3 separate regions of the Mus musculus genome follow, and all the other regions are linked to region 2. The links are chromatin contacts, called in public HiChIP or PLAC-seq and promoter capture Hi-C maps. All regions are on one chromosome and are shown on one strand. The core of a region is the stretch at or near the end of the contact, and the rest is flanking DNA. Distances in the headings are between cores, read along the strand shown. Region 1 holds the start of Top2b (topoisomerase (DNA) II beta). Region 2 holds the start of Psmd6 (proteasome (prosome, macropain) 26S subunit, non-ATPase, 6). Region 3 holds the start of Oxsm (3-oxoacyl-ACP synthase, mitochondrial).

Region 1 (2,903 bases), core at 53-2,552, 2.2 Mb before region 2:
CAATACCAAAGTTCCTTAGTGTGTTCAAAAGGCGGGGAACTAGGATCCTCTGGAAGGGATGTGTTAAAGTCCCTGAAATGTGTAAATTTTCTGTCCAAGCTGCTGGCCTCATCTACTAAGTCCGGTGTTTTGTTTGGGAAATGACCCTGGTCTGAACTCAGTGCTGAGTAAGTGAAATGCTGGAGTTATCGATCTGTCCTGGGAGCCGCGTTCCAACTGCTCCCGCTGCACTTGCTAAGTCCACCTCCCTCCAGGAACTGAGCTCTGCAATCCTCCAAGTTCAGGCTTAAGCACCCCCTCACCTCCGAGGGACACCCCTGGGCCCCCACACGGTGTACACGGGAGGCTGACGTAAGTAAACTCTTCTTTTAATCCCGCGGGCGGTCTCTAGCCTGCTGTCAAAGTCGTCCCAAATACCCTCTCTGCGGAATGAGCCTTTTCTGGGGAGGCGCAACCCGCAGTGACCATTCAAGTGCACATTCCTCTGGGACAGGCCGCCGGAAGCCGTAGCATACCGGGCACTATTTTCTGGTGCTGCACTTATGGAGGGTTGGCCCGGAGGCTCGCATTATCGCGGTCCCCCCACTCTCGGTGTGCACCCTGAAGTTTCCGGTGAGCATTGTTCAGCAGCCTGAGCCTTGGTGGAGGCGAAAGCAGAGAGAAAGGGCACACGGGGCTAGGCCCCGACTGCAGCCTGACAGGGCGCCCGCCGCACCACGCTCTCACCCCGCCCGCGTCGCCCGCGGCCCACGAACAATGCGCCCGCCCGCGCCGCACTCACCACCCAGGTCAGCGCCCCGTCAGAGCCCGCGAGGCTGGACTTGGCCATGGCAGCGCCTCCCGTGCAGGCCAGGGGCTGCTCGCGCTCCGGGGACGCCGGGCCCGCCGCTCGCACTGACCGCTGCGCGCAGCACTCCTAGCCGCGCCCCATCGCGGGCCCGAGCCGCTGAGGAGGCCGCGCTGCCCGCCGCCCTCAAACTCGAGCGCGGCGCCCGGGCCTACAGAGTGGTCGAGGACTAGGAAGGGCTGGCGATGCGGCGCGGCCTTCCGGGACCCACGCGGGCGATTGGGATCGCGGATGAGGGACGAGGTTGAAGCGGGCCGGCTAGGACTCGCGAGCCAGAGCCCTGACAGGAATGAGCCGCTGCTTCTCCTCAAGCCACCGAAGCCGCAGAGTCCTCGCCGCGGTCGCCGCAGCCTCAAAGGCCGCCACTGCCTCAAAACCGCCCAAGCGGCGTCTGAACCGGTCCTCCGGAGCACAGTCCAAGAGGGACAATAAACAGAGCCGCCGTGGTGGCCTCCCTTTAGTCCGGCATAACACGGCACACACAGGCGCGCTCCGGGAGGGGGAGGGTGCGGTGGTCACCGGCTGTCAGTCAACCATGGATCGTCCAATCACAGCCTTGTCACTACAGTACTTCGACCAATCCCAAAATTTCAGGCCCCTAGGGGGGCGGGACCCGAGGGGAAAACGTCATTGCGGGTAGCAACTGAGAGGCAGACTTGGGTTTTTTGTTTGTGTCTGAGAGAGAGTGTAAGGGAGAGCGAGGCGAGTGAATGGGGTTTCCGTCAGAAGGGAGAGCAGGCGGCTGTCAAGAGTCATTCCGGGGCATCCAAAGGAGCCGGGAGTCCTGGGACAAGGGCTGTGGAAACCTCCGGACTGTGTCCTGCAGACTTGCCGCGAGGCCGCGGGGGGAGCGGGAGCGGGGGGGGGGGGGGGGAGGGTTGGGGGCAGGGAGGCAGGAAGCCCTAGCCGCCCCCAGGGACTGGGCCCCGGAGGGAGCTAGCGAACTGCAGACGGGACCGTGCGCCGCCTAGAGCAGCCGGACCCCGCGCTCAGGCCCCAGGTTGCTGCTGCATCCGCCCGACCCCCGACCGACCGTCTCTCTGCCTTGCCCCTAAACAGGGCAAGCGGTCTTCAGTGCCACCAGTTAGGGAACTTGGGGTGCTAAGAGTGCCCAGAGAACGTTCCCGGGAAGGAATGCGAACGGGTCAGGACTCCCTTTTCTGGCTACAGACCTTTCCTCCCAACAATGCAGACAGGTCCCTGTCACTTCTCAGCTTTCAGGTACACATCATGAAATAGACTTTTTTCGTGTGGAAGCTTTCTAAGAATAAAATTTGCAACGCCAAAGCTTTTGGCAGATGGAAGAGCTCTTGACTTCACCCAGCCTGTAAATGGAATTGCATTCAACAAGTTCTCTTTGGGCATACTCCCAGCCATGCTCTGTCAGGCGTGGCAATGGGTTTAAAGGGACAACAGCCTCCTCCGACGTCAATCTTCCAAGAGTGACTAACAGGAGGACACCACACCGAAGAACTTTACCCAGCTAGAGCTAACAACTTTCTGTGAAAGTATTTCCTTGAGTCTCTCCGGCAGCTGAGTGCTTCCCTTAAGGGAAACTTTGGGGTCACACCTCTCAATCGCTGCTGCATTCTGAATCCAAGTGGGGAGCTCTGAAACACGGAAATCATTTCAATGTAGTTCTTAATTAGCTCTCTGGAGACCGTGGAATTTCAGTTTATTTGGGGATTCTGACTAAGAACACCAAAACCTTTCTTTACTTTGAATCTAGTGTTAAAGCTTATAAAGCGCTAGGCAGGATCTAAGCTGGGCTGCGCCCCTGACTCTAAAGCACCACAGTCATGTTACCAGCTTTCCCAAGTCCATCATCGGGCCTTCTTACCTGGGGACTTATACTCATTTATGTATTGTGACTTTACATCCCTAAGTACCCAAATACTTCATGTTAGAAAACAGATGATTTTAAAGGTTGGGAATTTTACAGATAAATGTATGTATGCTTATATAAAAGCCAAGCTGTCCCTTTCTCTGATTTTGAGAGGTCTTGCTGTAGCTTAGGCTGACCTTGAACCCTTGATCCTTTATCTCAGGCTCCCAA
Region 2 (3,228 bases), core at 127-2,626:
TAAAGCTCTAGTTCCTCTTGCCCTAAACCCATTCATGAATGTCTTAGGATGCTTCCTACAGAATCTTTCTTGAAAGGATTGATGATCAGTTTCCATACAAAGTTATAACATTCTGATAACATAAAATAGCACCAATTCTAGCACATCCTTGTGTTGTACTGTTCCAAAAGTCAGACATATGGTAACCATCACATAGAGTGTGATACCTGGATCCACACATCCTTCATGGGACATCATATTTCAGAACCCAGAAGAATTTTGGGCCAGCATAAAAGATCCACTGCAGTAGAAGTTGAGCTTGTGTTCAAAGGTAAACTTCTAGTAGGAATTCAACAACTGAGATGCAAATCCTGGCTTTAAGTCTCTGTGGTAAGATAAGTCTCTGTGTTGAGATTCTCTCGGGGTAGCAGATTACAGTCATCACAATTGCAGGGCCTAACAAAAGCAAAGGACAGAAAGTCCGTGCAGTGGGTTTACTAGTTACTTTTTCTTGCTGTGATAAAACGCCATGACCAAAGCAGCTCATGAGTCTAATTTGGTTTGCACTTTCTGAGAGTCCTTAGTAGTGGCAGGGGCATAGAAACAGGCTGGAACAAGAACCTGGGAGATCACATCTTCAACCACACAGAGAGAACATAGAAAGAATTGGAAATGGGGTGAGGTCAGAAATTCTCAAACCTACCCCAGTGAGCGACTGCCTAAAGCAGGGTTTACACCTTTTTATGGTTCCTTAAGGTGTCCAAACAGCACCACCAATGGGGACCATGTGGTCAAATATTGAAACTCAGTGGGACATTTCTCATTGTGTCACACAGTAGGATTTATAGACCATTACCCATTCTGAAGACTCCTCCAACATGTGCACACAAAAATAATGTAAATCACTGAATTAATAATTGGAAACACGGGGTACTCTTTTCTTAGAATAGGGAAGAATGTGGATTTTAAATGTAAGGAAGATAGGTTCTACACAGGCCTTGTCATGTAGCTGGTGTGTAACCTTAGCTGGCCACTTTTCAAATCTCGCTATGTTCCAGTTTGTTTGTCTACAATCTGGACCAAAAGAATCTCTCCCTAGTTCAAGAGTATTGAAACAAAGATGTCCCTGGAAAACTGTTTTTATTGTTTTTCTCATCTGTGTTATATTTTAAAACTGTTGGCGGATTTCCAGATCCTATCCGTTGCAAATATTATATAAAAAGGAAGAAAAAAAGATACTCAAGAAATGAAAGTTGGGCCCAACTCTGACCTAAAGAAAAAGGGGACAGCGCCAGGTGCTCCCGCCGATGTCCAGCAGGGGACGCTGCGGGCGGCGGAGCCAGAGACGCGACCGGAAGTCAGACTGGCGGCTCTGGGGAACCTGTGACGACTCCTCCTGCTTCCGCTGGTGGCCCAGGGCTGTGCTTGGTTCTGTCAGCCGGCTCCTGTGCTGTAGCCATGCCGCTAGAAAACCTAGAAGAAGAGGGACTGCCCAAGAACCCCGACCTGCGCATCGCGCAGCTGCGGTTTCTGCTTAGCCTGCCGGAGCACCGCGGGGACGCGGCGGTGCGCGAGGAGTTGATGGCGGCCGTCCGGGAAAACAGTGAGGCCAGCGAGCGCCGAGTCAGCGGCCTAGGCGGGGCGGTCGGGGTGCCTGGCGGGCGTCTCCGGTCGAGGCTTCATGGAGACCCCTAGGGAGGCCTCCTGGACCCGAGAGGGGCTTGCTTGCCTTAGTGGGTTCTTCCCCGCCGCGAGACGTCCAGGGAAGCCTCGGGTGCTTGTCGCGGCTGGACTCCCGGCAAAGGCGCCGCGGCTTTAGTGATGCCTGTCGGTGTTTAGCTGCCGGCCAAGGGACAGTCAGGGTTCTGTCCCTAGTAGTCGAGTCGAATCGGTGTCCTTTCCCTGACATGAGGACTCCTTTGGAACAGGAGCCGACCAGAGCAAACTGAGGATTCGATTCCCTTCCCCTTGGCCTTAGTCGCGATCAGACCTGCTAAGATCGGCTCTCAAGCAGGCTCCCAGCTTCAAACCTTAGCCGTGCTACCCAGGCCCATAGTTGGGAGGCGTCTGCTAGCTGACCTTCGGTGGGGTGGGAAAAGCGAGCAGAAGCTAACAGGATACCTCATAATGCGTGATTTGTGGCTTTTAGATATGGCTCCTTATTATGAAGCCTTGTGTAAATCCCTCGACTGGCAGATGGACGTGGATCTCCTGAGTAAAATGAAGAAAGCAAACGAAGAAGAGTTGAAACGTTTGGATGAGGAGCTGGAGGATGCAGAGAAGAATCTGGGAGAAAGTGAAATTCGAGATGCAATGATGGCAAAAGCAGAGTACCTCTGTCAGATAGGTGACAAGGTCAGTGAGATGCCCTGCCCGCTCTGGGTAGGTGACAGGGTCAGTGAGATGCCCTGCCCGCTCTGGGTAGGTGACAGGGTCAGTGAGATGCCCTGCCCGCTCTGCAGATGAGAGGTGCTCCCTATTTTCTGGAGGTACAGACCAATGTTGTACATCAGTGCAAATGAGTAATATCTCACTGGATAAGAGAATCTTTCTGTTTTAACTGGAAGGATAATCATATTTACCTGTACTGAAGAGTCAGTACAGGAACAGTAGATACATGACAATGTTGCAGCACCCAATTCCCTGCTCTTAACAGAGCAAGGTGTGCGTTAGTCTTCCTTACTGTGTCATTAAAAACAAGTACACATGAGGCTAGAGAGAAGAGGCTTGGTGGTTTAAGACTGTATACTGCAGATCATCCTGGAGGAGACCTAAGTGCAGTTCCCACCACCCACATCAAGAGGTTCACAATACCAGCTCCCAGGTATCTGATCCCTCCAGCCTCCAAAGACATCTGCATTCATGCACACATACCCCCAGACACACATATACATACTTGAGAATAATAAAAATACTTCTCCAGAACAAAACAAGGGTGCAGAGGTTTTGCCCCCTCTGTTGACAACATTGGGGTCATTTTCAGTAGTAACTTAAGTGGTTGGGAAGCAAAGATTGTACATTTTAAAAGGTTTACAACTGCCAGGCAGTGGGGGCACACGCCTTTAGTCCCAGCACTTGGGAGGCAGAGGCAGGAGGACTTCTGAGTTCGAGGCCAGCCTGGTGTACAGAGTGAGTTCCAGGACAGCCAGGGCTACAGAGAAACCCTGTCTCGAATTGTTTTTTTACAGTAGGAGGCTGGAGCGATGGCTCGGGTTAAGAGTGTTGGTTGCTCTCAAAGAGGACCCGGGC
Region 3 (3,278 bases), core at 428-2,927, 2.1 Mb before region 2:
CAATGATAAGCAAAACCAAGTTGAAGATTTGTATTCATGAATACACCATGATATTTTAGCAAACAATACGGTAATAATTCACATATAGCTGTTATTATGATTTTAAAAACTTCTTAACCCTTTCCAGATGGAAGTAAAATGATCACAGAGAGAAATATAAATATACATTATGGTCTTGTTATATCACGTTTTATGTGGGTGCATTGTTTTGAGAACAATTCTTTCCCTGGGAAGATGTAAACAAATACCCAGCCTCTTTATAAAGCAACAACAATAAATCAAAGCAAAATCCCCAGGTCCGACTTAGGGCACTCTAAGTTTATTCAGCTTACTTCAGAGCATGGGTGAAGGGTTCCTTACAGGAGTAAGTGCCTAGGGCATCTGCACGGCCAGAAAGTTTCACTGCAGCATGGATGATGACATGACTTCTCCATGGCTGCATAGACAGAGTTCCCCTTTCAGCTAACCTTCCACAGTCCACATACCCCAATGCCTTTTGAGATCAGAAATTTGTATGTAAAACAAATTGCCAAAAGGTACTGGAGGAAACAGCACAATTTTCACTGCAGGGAGATCATACTAAGCAAATGGTGAGCTACTGGATCAGGAACAAGTTGAATTTTCTTAAACATTTTAGACAGAGTAGACAATAAATCATATCCAGGAGTAATGAGGAAATAGCTAAACTTACCTCAGATTCTTTTCTACATTTGGAAAGCAAGCATACGTGGCAACGATGGCCTGAAGAGGTTATTGCCCACAAGAAAATATATAATCATGACTACAAGATAGCATAGTCTATCCTTTATCTGAAGAAAAAGCAAAGCTCACACGTGGGACAGACTTGAACAGTTAATAGACATCCCCTGGCTGTGTTGCTACTTATCCTACTTATCCATTACAGATTTATCTCTGAGCAAGTAAAACTTTCGTAAGCTCAGGAATTTCCACTTCAGATATTGGGCAATCTTCTGGTCACTTCCTGTCATGAGTCAGCCCTTTTTATTGTTACAGAAGTAGCTGTTTACATCATTTGCTAAAGTAAATAAAGGTAAGGAAAAATGGAGGTAGAGGGGACACCATAAGCACTGCAGATCACTACAGACGTTAGGTTTTGTTATATTTTAAAGACAAAGTCTTCAGGTTGGTAGCCCAGGCTCCCTTTGCACTCTCTCCACAGCTGAGGACAGAGCTCCTGATCCTCTGCCGCCCAGGTGCTGAAATTGAGCGGTACCATTATCTGATCTCTTTGCAAACCTTTAAAAGTTTTGTAACTAACGTCTCCTAACAAATTCTCAACGTCTTTGCACATTTCTAAGTATTCAGCCATAGTATTATTTTATTGTCTACGTGGCATTTAGATGTTTCCCCAAACGACCTCGGTTTCTTGGTGACATTCTGAAGAGTTCTATGAATATTTTCTACAGAGCTACCAGGGAGGCTACAGCTATAGGTCCTCCCCGGAATGTCCTGGGGAAATGACAGCCGCCCTTCTCTGGCAGCACAGGAATATCTAGGCATTATCGCTGTTGACTAGGTGAGGTTTCCCAAGCGATCAAAACAGGCTCTGAGGCTAGAGCGGGGCACTCACAACCCGGAACCCGGAGGAAGCTCTGGCCGGAGCGTCTGACCTCTGACATCAGGCACCGGGCGGAAACGCTGCGCTGCGGATGAGTGCGCATGCGCACTCGGTGGGCGCCCGCAAAGGCTTGTTTCAGGTAGTGACTGCAGTGTGCACCCGGGTTTCAGGGTAGGGGTGGAGGGCGTCGCGTGGCTGTGAATCCCTGAGAGCTCCTAACGCTGAGCTCGGGAAGTTACACCCGGCCTTCCTAATACGGCGGTGCTGGGCTGTGGCGGGACCGCCTGAAAGGTTATCTGCCCTACACGGAAGTAGATAAAGTGCACAAGGCAGAATGGGCCTGAGGCGGCCTCCTGTGCATTAATCTTAGAAATGCCACATGGACTCAGTCCACACTGTACAGTAATCTTCGGTGAGCCTGAAGAAGGATGCCCCCTGTAGGGTGGGTTGGCGTTGTAAAACCCAGTGAGCTAGCTATCAGTTGACAGTCTGAAGGACCTCATAGATTACAAATAAAAGTTAAGTCCAAGCGAGGGTTGCATTTCTCTGTGACCACAGTCACACCTAGGGTGTGTGTAAGATTCTACTGTCGTTTAAATGATGCTTGCTGTCTCTTGTGGTCTATTCCAGGAATGTGTTTCTGATCTTCTGAATTTCAACCATGTTGTCAAAATGCTTGCAACATTTTCTAAAAGCCACAATCTCCCATCCATATCCAGCGTCATATTCTTGGTTAATAAGCAAACACAGATTTTATGGAACTGTGCCAGCAGCCATGTTGCGCAGACGAGTTGTCATCACAGGCATTGGCCTAGTGACACCACTTGGCGTTGGGACTCAACTAGTTTGGGATCGGCTTCTCCGAGGAGAAAGTGGAATTGTTTCTGTGGTTGGTGATGAGTACAAGAATATCCCTTGCAGTGTAGCTGCTTATGTACCAAGAGGTCCACATGAAGGTCAGTTTAATGAAGAAAACTTTGTGTCCAAATCAGATGCCAAGTCCATGTCTTCTTCCACCATCATGGCTGTTGGGGCAGCAGAGTTGGCCCTGAAAGACTCCGGCTGGCATCCGAAACGAGAAGCAGATCAGGTGGCTACTGGCGTTGCCATTGGCATGGGCATGGTTCCTCTTGAAGTTATTTCTGAAACTGCTTTGCTGTTTCAGACCAAAGGTTATAATAAAGTCAGCCCATTCTTTGTCCCTAAGATTCTGATCAATATGGCTGCAGGCCAGGTTAGCATTCGCTACAAACTCAAGGGCCCCAATCACTCAGTGTCCACAGCCTGCACCACAGGTGCACATGCTGTGGGAGACTCCTTTAGATTCATAGCCCATGGTGACGCAGATGTGATGGTGGCTGGGGGCACAGACTCTTGCATTAGTCCATTATCTCTCGCTGGGTTTTCCAGAGCCCGGGCTCTGAGCTCAAACCCAGATCCTAAGCTAGCCTGCCGGCCGTTTCATCCAGAGAGAGATGGTTTTGTCATGGGTGAGGGAGCTGCTGTGCTGGTGCTGGAAGAACATGAGCATGCTGTTCAGAGAGGAGCTCGGATCTACGCAGAAATTTTGGGTTATGGACTCTCGGGTGATGCCGGTCACATAACTGCCCCCGATCCCGAAGGAGAAGGTGCTTTAAGGTAAAGAACGGTTGTTCTGTTCAAAATATATTTTCCTCTTAAGATACTATATTAAGGCACT

What was found. HiChIP or PLAC-seq counts read pairs in DNA pulled down with a chosen protein or histone mark. Capture Hi-C pulls out chosen DNA fragments and counts their contacts.
Region 1: a contact with region 2 is called in an H3K4me3 HiChIP or PLAC-seq map of pro-B cells, with 10 times the contacts expected there. The contact joins the promoter of Top2b here to the promoter of Psmd6 in region 2. A contact is called at or near these places in 8 of 39 promoter capture datasets (the 3T3-L1 cell line, the C10 cell line, embryonic stem cells and 4 more), 7 of 115 datasets of contacts at active chromatin or transcription factors (astrocytes, embryonic forebrain, forebrain and 4 more) and 1 of 9 other capture datasets (adipose tissue).
Region 3: a contact with region 2 is called in a promoter capture Hi-C map of liver, with 2.5 times the contacts expected there. The contact joins the promoter of Oxsm here to the promoter of Psmd6 in region 2. A contact is called at or near these places in 5 of 39 promoter capture datasets (the 3T3-L1 cell line, the C10 cell line, hippocampal neurons and 2 more), 1 of 484 Hi-C or Micro-C datasets (Sertoli cells), 9 of 115 datasets of contacts at active chromatin or transcription factors (astrocytes, bone marrow-derived dendritic cells, embryonic forebrain and 6 more) and 3 of 9 other capture datasets (adipose tissue, liver and macrophages).

Annotation. Positions count from the first base shown.
Region 1 is chr14:16,363,605-16,366,507 of GRCm38.p6, reverse strand. It overlaps Top2b (topoisomerase (DNA) II beta), which reads right to left and starts at 1,302. Exons shown (of 36, transcript NM_009409.2): 1 at 782-1,302. The coding sequence starts at 829.
Region 2 is chr14:14,119,093-14,122,320 of GRCm38.p6, reverse strand. Psmd6 (proteasome (prosome, macropain) 26S subunit, non-ATPase, 6) reads left to right here and starts at 1,376. Exons shown (of 8, transcript NM_025550.3): 1 at 1,376-1,582; 2 at 2,129-2,334. The coding sequence starts at 1,438.
Region 3 is chr14:16,241,730-16,245,007 of GRCm38.p6, reverse strand. Oxsm (3-oxoacyl-ACP synthase, mitochondrial) reads left to right here and starts at 1,677. Exons shown (of 3, transcript NM_001359883.1): 1 at 1,677-1,718; 2 at 2,210-3,217. The coding sequence starts at 2,241.